Linked DNA regions of Oryza sativa: region 2 is linked to region 1. Evidence: chromatin contacts called from public HiCAR-type data. All regions are on one chromosome and are shown on one strand. The core of a region is the stretch at or near the end of the contact, and the rest is flanking DNA. Distances in the headings are between cores, read along the strand shown.

Evidence for each region. HiCAR-type assays count read pairs that join an accessible place to other places.
Region 2: a HiCAR-type map of leaf shows a contact between it and region 1, with 2.1 times the contacts expected there. The contact joins the promoter of LOC4324023 here to the promoter of LOC4324051 in region 1. A contact is called at or near these places in 2 of 15 Hi-C or Micro-C datasets (leaf and seedling) and 1 of 4 datasets of contacts at active chromatin or transcription factors (leaf).

What each region holds. Positions count from the first base shown.
Region 1 is chr1:18,332,304-18,335,933 of ASM3414082v1, reverse strand. LOC4324051 (NRR repressor homolog 3) reads right to left here and starts at 1,975. Exons shown (of 1, transcript NM_001428060.1): 1 at 1,405-1,975. The coding sequence starts at 1,975. The coding sequence ends at 1,487.
Region 2 is chr1:18,469,068-18,472,697 of ASM3414082v1, reverse strand. It overlaps LOC4324023 (mitogen-activated protein kinase kinase 1-like), which reads right to left and starts at 1,731. Exons shown (of 8, transcript NM_001428047.1): 1 at 1,376-1,731; 2 at 789-876; 3 at 302-439. The coding sequence starts at 1,449.

The DNA of each region.
Region 1 (3,630 bases), core at 726-3,225:
AAAACGCAGTTTTCTATTCTTGTAACAACGTGTTGTATGTTTTCTGCCGAACACATTGATAAGGTTGTGAAAGATATCCCAGGATCGAATTATTAAGCTGAGCTTTTACTCATGGATCCATGTTTTAAATGATCATAAACTAAGTTTATTTTAGATATGTTATGACCAATACATATGTAAATTAGAGCCTTAACTAATATCCTGGATAAGGAGAACTTAAATTTATCAATCAACACCCGCTAAGTTAAGCTTGAGTTTATTTGAGTAATATAGAGAAATATAGGTTTTTGTTGTCTCAGTGACGTTTGTTGCAACACATTGCCTTGGAAGCTATTTTTTTAGTTGACTTGTCCGTTAATCTTAAAATCAAGAGAAGAATGTTGGTTGAATTTATCGACTAGTGTCACTGTATATGAGAAAGAGGAGAAGTGGCAGCGAGGCAATAAGTAGCATATAGTGAGTTGGTAGCAGATTGATGTTTGGGTAGCGGATTGCGGATAGCGGGCGCGATTGCAGATGCTAAGTTCCAATAGCAAAATTAAGAAAAATAACTATAAATTTAGATTGTATATCAATATTAACATCAAGTCCAAGTTAAAATTTAAATTTAGACTACATGTTTAATTACTCCAACATTTGATAACATAAAAATTATGAAATAACATATAAATATATAAGACAAATAAGACACCGACACTTATTCTATCCATATATGAAGCACACCATTTAAACATTATAGCGATCTAACAAAGTTAATAAACATTATAGCGATCTAACAAAGTTAATAAACATTATAGCGATCTAACAAAGTTAATATATAGCGGGCTACTATAGCGGTCGCGAAGCGATATAATGGCCACTAAGTTCCAATACGCATATCCGCTACTTGTAGTGGTAGAGATCCGGTACCGCTATAGCGGCCGCTATAAACACTATTATTACCTTAAGTGGCAGGGGTGACGTCGAACCTCTCTCTAATCCTAAAACCTTAATACAATCACCCCATCGATCTCTAATCCTAAAATCTTAATACAAATATACAATCACCCCATCGATCTAGGTACTGGACGAGGTTTGTGAGCCATATCTCTTGTGTGTTTTTTCCTTAACAAATAAGAAGAAAGAAAAAAAATCGAAGGAACAAAAGCAAAACCAAACATCGACTTCAATGGCTTCATCTTTCATCTCTGATAAGTTAGAACCAATTTCCGCATTAAGCATTGGTGAATGGTGATCATGTTTAGGTTATAGGTTAAGAACAATTAAGTGGATTAAACTCACCTAGGGTTATTGTCGCCCGTGTTGTCAATGTGTTTTTTTCCTAACAATTATTATAAGCAAATCTTAGTATTAATAGCATCGCCGTGCCCACTAATTCTTTTAAGTATATATAGACTCATCTGTATGAACTTGATTTCTTTCTCCTGATAGAAAATCGATACAGTACTCTAGTCCCAACAAAAGAAAAGAAAAGAAAAGAAAAAAATCACATTGACAAGCTAAGATCGAGATTAGGCGCGCTGTCCACCTTCTTCTCCGGTTGGACTACTTGGCTTCCCTTCAACTCGAACGCGAAGTCCTCCATTACAAACGTCGGCCGCCACAGCTGCTGGCGATCCTGCTTCTTCTGGCCACCATCCACGCTCGTCCGCTTGGTCGCGACACAATCACCGTTCCGCCGCCACAGCTCCCTCATCTCCCTGACCTCGTCGAGCAGCGCGTAGAACCTGTCCACGTCTTCGTCCCGCGCCTCCTCTTCGTGGCCATGGCCACCCCCCTCCGGTAGCGGCGCCGGCGCCGCCTTGATGTTACCCGACGGCGGCGTTGGCGGCGGCCGGTCCCTCTTCCTAGACCTCCGGTGCCGCGGCTGCAGGTGCTCCTGCTCCGTCACGATCATCTCCGCCGCGGTGCTGCTGTTGCGTGGAAAAGGGGAAGTACCCGAAATAGTATGTGGAGTGGGCATCGTGGGATCCATGAGACCTTGAGTTGAGAGCGAGGCGCGCGTTAAATAGGACAAAGCTTCGCTAGCTATCCCTCCCTTCCTGCGTGCGGAACGAGTTTGCGTCACCGCTTTGCCGCTTTGGGCGGGCGAGCAAGCAAGTGCGGCACCGACCGATGGTGGTGGGCGCGCGTGCACCGTGCGCGATGCGGTGCGGTTGGCCTATTTTTATCATTATCTTTTTGCGTCGGATGCTCGGAAGGGGGGGGCGGTGGGGGGGACCTCCTTACGTACGCTGTTACGTTGGCTTTCCTGTAAGCGGCTTACGGAAGCAACGTCGGCCGGTCTGACTCCCCCCCCCCCCTCGCCCGTCGGTGTTAACTGTACGGTGTCGATCGACATCGATGTCGGGGATGCTTACCTGCCCGCTGACTACCATGCGCCGTTGGATAGGTCTCGGTGCTCACATGGTTTTTTTTATCCCTTGTACTGCTCACATGATCTTTTTTCGCTTTTTAACTATACAAGATGGCGTGATCCACAGCTAGCTTGGTTTGGGACCTTTAATTTGTATATAATAGAAAATGTTAGTCACTCCGTTTTATATTATAAATTATTTTTATTTTTTTCCTAGTTAAACTTTTGTTAAGTTTGTCTAAGTTTAAAAAAAATTGGTAATATTTTAAAAAACAAATTAGTTTCATTAAATCTAGCATTCAATATATTTTGATAATGTATTTTAATAATATGTTTGTTTTGTGCTAAAAATACTACTATATTTTTCTATAAATTTAAGTTAAACATAAAGAAATTTTTCCCGCAAAAAAATAAAGAAATTTAACAAGAAAAAAAAGTGAAAAACGAATATGAAAAAAAGAGGAACAGAGAATAAACGTTGAATCGAGATTACGCAGTGGGCCAGGGGCAGAATTTGTGAGCCCGTAAAATGTATAGTCGTCAATCGCGTACGCGGTGGCCGGGTTCGATCGCGCGCCGGCTTAAACTCGCAACTGACGGGCAAGATCCTACTGCGGTGAGCCGGGGGGCGGCAGCGCGCCACGCGCGCGGGTCTCGTGGGCCTCGTGGCGTGGGGGCGTGACACATGCGGCCTGACGTACGTCCGGCACCAGCGTGCAAGACGTGTGCATCGTACTGAAGGTTGTCGACTTGTAGTTGCCCACGTCTATGCTTTCGGCGTGCTGCAGAATTGAGAATGTCAAATACTCGTCTTTTCAAGCTGTAGTAGTAATTATTCGCTGTTAACGTCACATCTAAAAACAGAACTGTCAATGAGAGATAAAAAAAAACTATTCCCTTCGTCCGACGAGGGCCCCTTTGATTTGGAGAAAAAATGTAGAAATTTTGGAGGATTTTAACCCAATAGAAAAAAAATCCTATGAAGGCCTTAGAAAAATCATATCTAATCCTTTAAAATTCCTATGAAACGGGTAATCCTATACACATTTTGAAGAAAAGTTAGCAAGAGGTCTAACCTCTTGGAACATTTCCTCTGAGTCTATCTGTCTCATCTGATTCCTGTGTTTTTCCTATGGTCCAATCAAACGGCCATTCCTGTGTTTTTCCTGTGTTTTGCAATCCTCTGTCTTACAATTGTATTCCTGTCAGAATCCTGTGTTTTTCCTATTCCTTCGTTTTTTCATTCCTACGATTTAAAGGGGCCCTAAAAAGTA
Region 2 (3,630 bases), core at 482-2,981, 140 kb before region 1:
CTGCTACACCATTTATGTAGAATGCCCCACCTAATTTCAACAGGGAACATACTAATAGGTGCCAACACTACCAAATTGATTAAAAAATCAATCAAATGCTATGATGCAGAATAATCTGATTATGATAAACATGTTCAAAATGGAACTGAGAGATTGACTTCCAGCTTTCCATGATTACAAACATAAAGATAGAGAAACAGTTCAACTGAAGGACTCGCAGCCTGATGCAGCCACAAGATATACATTTTCCATTTAAGAATTAGTGTGGAACACTAGATGGATTTTGTGTAATGGAAATTACCTTCAAGGCATATAATGTCCCCACCCACTTGTGCCGAACTAGTTGGACGATACCACCACTCCCCTTACCAATGACTTGAATCATCTCAAGGTCATCCATTGACAACTGAACATCTTCCACCTTCAGGTTTGTTGACTGCTGGAAGACATAAAGATGAAACAGAAATTGAGAAATGTGAACAATGTTATATCCATGGATAAACTCTGAAATGTTTACACAATGATTCCTTAGCACTATTGCAGCACATAATACATTGCGAGAATGCATGAGTGGCATGGATCCCATGCATTGCAAGTGAGTATTGCATTCAATCAGCCAAATGAAAATCAACAGAAGCATGATAAGGTTTGACTGAACTAGTCAACCTGTACATGTGCTTCTACACTAACCTACATGTCACCATAAGGAGTACGATAAAGCAGTTTACATGAACCCAGTAGGGAGATATGAACAAACAAAAAAAGTAGCCATGGCACCAGGAACTCACAGGTTCATCTGCAGTTTCCTCGGATATAAGCTGCAAACCTCTTTGATTAAGCCGCAGTTCACCATCCTTGAATGTACCACTCGCGGTCCTAAAGGAGCACCAGCGATCAGTGACAGCTATTAAATTTTACCACGAACTCCCGAAACATAAATCAACGATTAGGCTGATGGATAAACAAAATAACAAACGATCTGGAACCACGAATAGCATTTCAGCCACTCTAAGTGAGGATTGAAGAGTCAGTTCAGCAACTCAGATCATAGATATTTCAAGCAAAAGATCAGTTAGACAGTATAAGTAGACCTACGCTTCTGTAAATCTTATCTCCATCTCAGTTCATAACTAACCCCAAAATCACAGTAAGACACTATGCAAGACAATTCGATCTGAACTCCAAAATCGTCAACAAATAACTAAAAAAAAACACAGAAGCCCTTCTATACCAGAGGCAAAACCTCGAAAGTTCATGACACCCGATCGCTCCAAAGGAGAACACACAAAGGAAAACGAAATCAAGTGACAGTAAAAAAAAAAAGAAAAAAAAGAGCACGTTTCAGGCCCAGGGAACCGAGGGAGGGGGACCCTACAGGAACTTGTCGACGGGCGTCTCCTGCGCAGGCACGGAGAGCTTGAGCTCCTTGTGCGGCTTCTTCCCCCTCATGGCCTCCCCCTCCTCCTCCTCTCCGGTTAGGGTTTATCCGCCGGTAAGAGACGGGGGACCGAAGCGCGAGCGAGAGGCCTATCCCGGCACGGATCTGCCCCGCGGCGGCTCGAGTAATCAGCCGGGAGTGGCGGGACGCGGCGGGAGGGAGGGAGGAAGCAGCCCGCGGCGGCGAGGGAGGGAGGAAGGAGAGGTGAAGTGGCGTCGGAAGAAGCGAAGAAGGAAGGAAGGAAGGAGAGCGTGTGGGGAAGGGAGTGGGATGGGAAGAGAAAGAAAGATGCTGACGATGGGGAGGGGGGTTGCTCTGTGGGAACGCACGAGTTGGAAAAATCAAAAAACTTGCGGGGCCCGCCTACGTATGCGGCTGATTCTGGGACACGGTCATCTCGTCTTCGCAGGCAATGACCTTGGGCACTTACCGTTATTCCCTTCATTCTCGATTCTTGACCTTGACATTCCCATTCTTTCAACTACACATATATATGGTGTGTTTTGCGAAAAGAGAAATTTATAGGTGTCACATTAAACGTTGATCGGATATCGGAAGGGGTTTTTAGATACGAATAAAAAAATTAATTTAATAACTTGCCTGGAAACCGCGGGATGAATTTATTAAACCTAATTAATCCGTCATTAGCACGTGTGTGTTGCTGTAGCACTTATGGCTAATCATGGACAAATTAGGCTCAAAAGATTTGTCTTGTGATTTCTATGCAAACTGTGCAATTAATTTTTTTATCTATATTTAATGTTCCATGCATATGTCCTAATATTCGATGTGACGTTTTTAGGAAAAAAAATTGAGAACTAAAAAAGGCCATATATGACTCACCAAACAACATATTTGTGAAGGGAAGATAATTTATAAATAAAATTTTTATATACGTGTTCTTAGCGATCTAAAAGCAAAAACTGAAAAATAAACTACGATAAAAAAACTTCAAAATCAACTCTAAATTTAAGATTGAAAATTCAAATTTTGGCTTATAAGCATAATCATGAGGCTGATACTTCCGAATACAAGAATCATTTTACGGCTTTGCTATTTTGCACTCGCATGAAAATTCGTAATCCATCTCCCTCTGGTCGTGAATTCTGCTTCAAGATCTGTGCACACTATCGGACTAGTGTGGAAGGTTTTTCTACATGGACAGTTCTTCAGCAGGCCTTTTTTTCCCAAGCCCATGGCCTTACCCTATCGGAAAGTCCTTTTTTTTTAATTGGATCCATGCCACTAAAAATATGCCAATTCAAAAAAAAATACTACTATTATTTACTACTATTTAACATATCGGTTGTGTGCCACTGAAATTTAAAAAAATTGGAACCATACTACTCCATCACGAAATTCCGTCTCTCTCCTTCCCTCTTCCTCTCTTAGCAGGTTAGTGTTGCTGATACGGTGGCGCGTGGTTGGTGCGACGGCAGATGACAGGAGGTCGATGGCGACGACGACTCCTGAGCCCTCCTACCGCCACCCGCACCAGCCCAAAGACAAACCTGCCAATAAAAGCGCTATGGTGGTGCTTGGTGTGGCGTGGCAGGGAGGAGGTCTCGACGGCGCTGTCGCAGTTGGTGCCGACGATCTTCTCTATGTCCATGAAGGTGGAGAAGAGGTCGTCCTCGGAGTCGATGTCGTCGAAGCCATCGCCATCCGCGCTGCCGACGAGGCCCAAGTTATCCGGGAAGCGGAAGGCTGCCTCAGATCTGGCGTGGCGACAAGGGCAGTGGCAACCACGGCCGGCTGCGTGGGCCCGTCACGCCGCTACCACCGCCAGGGATGGGTTTGTCGCGCATGTACGCCACCACTGTCTCCTCGGGAAGCTCATCGTTGGAGCCCCTGTGCACGATGTTGAACAGTCGCGGCGCCTGCAGTGGCGCCTTCGCCATTCCCGCTGCGCCTCCTTCTCCTCCCCCGACCAACGATCGTGCCCCCGCGACATCGCAGTGCACAAGACAAGCACCATCGTTGCCGTGGCCCCTGCACCCGACGATGGTGGTGGAGAATGAGAAGCGTCGCTGGAGGGAGAGACCGGAGAGAGGTAGGGAAAAGAGAAGAGAGGGGAGGGAAGTGAAGAAGATGAAACTGACAGCTAGGTCCCTCATGCAGTTGAGGTTAACGGAGATTTTCGACATATTTTTGACAGATTCGTAACCGCGTGCCACACACATTTTGCAAAA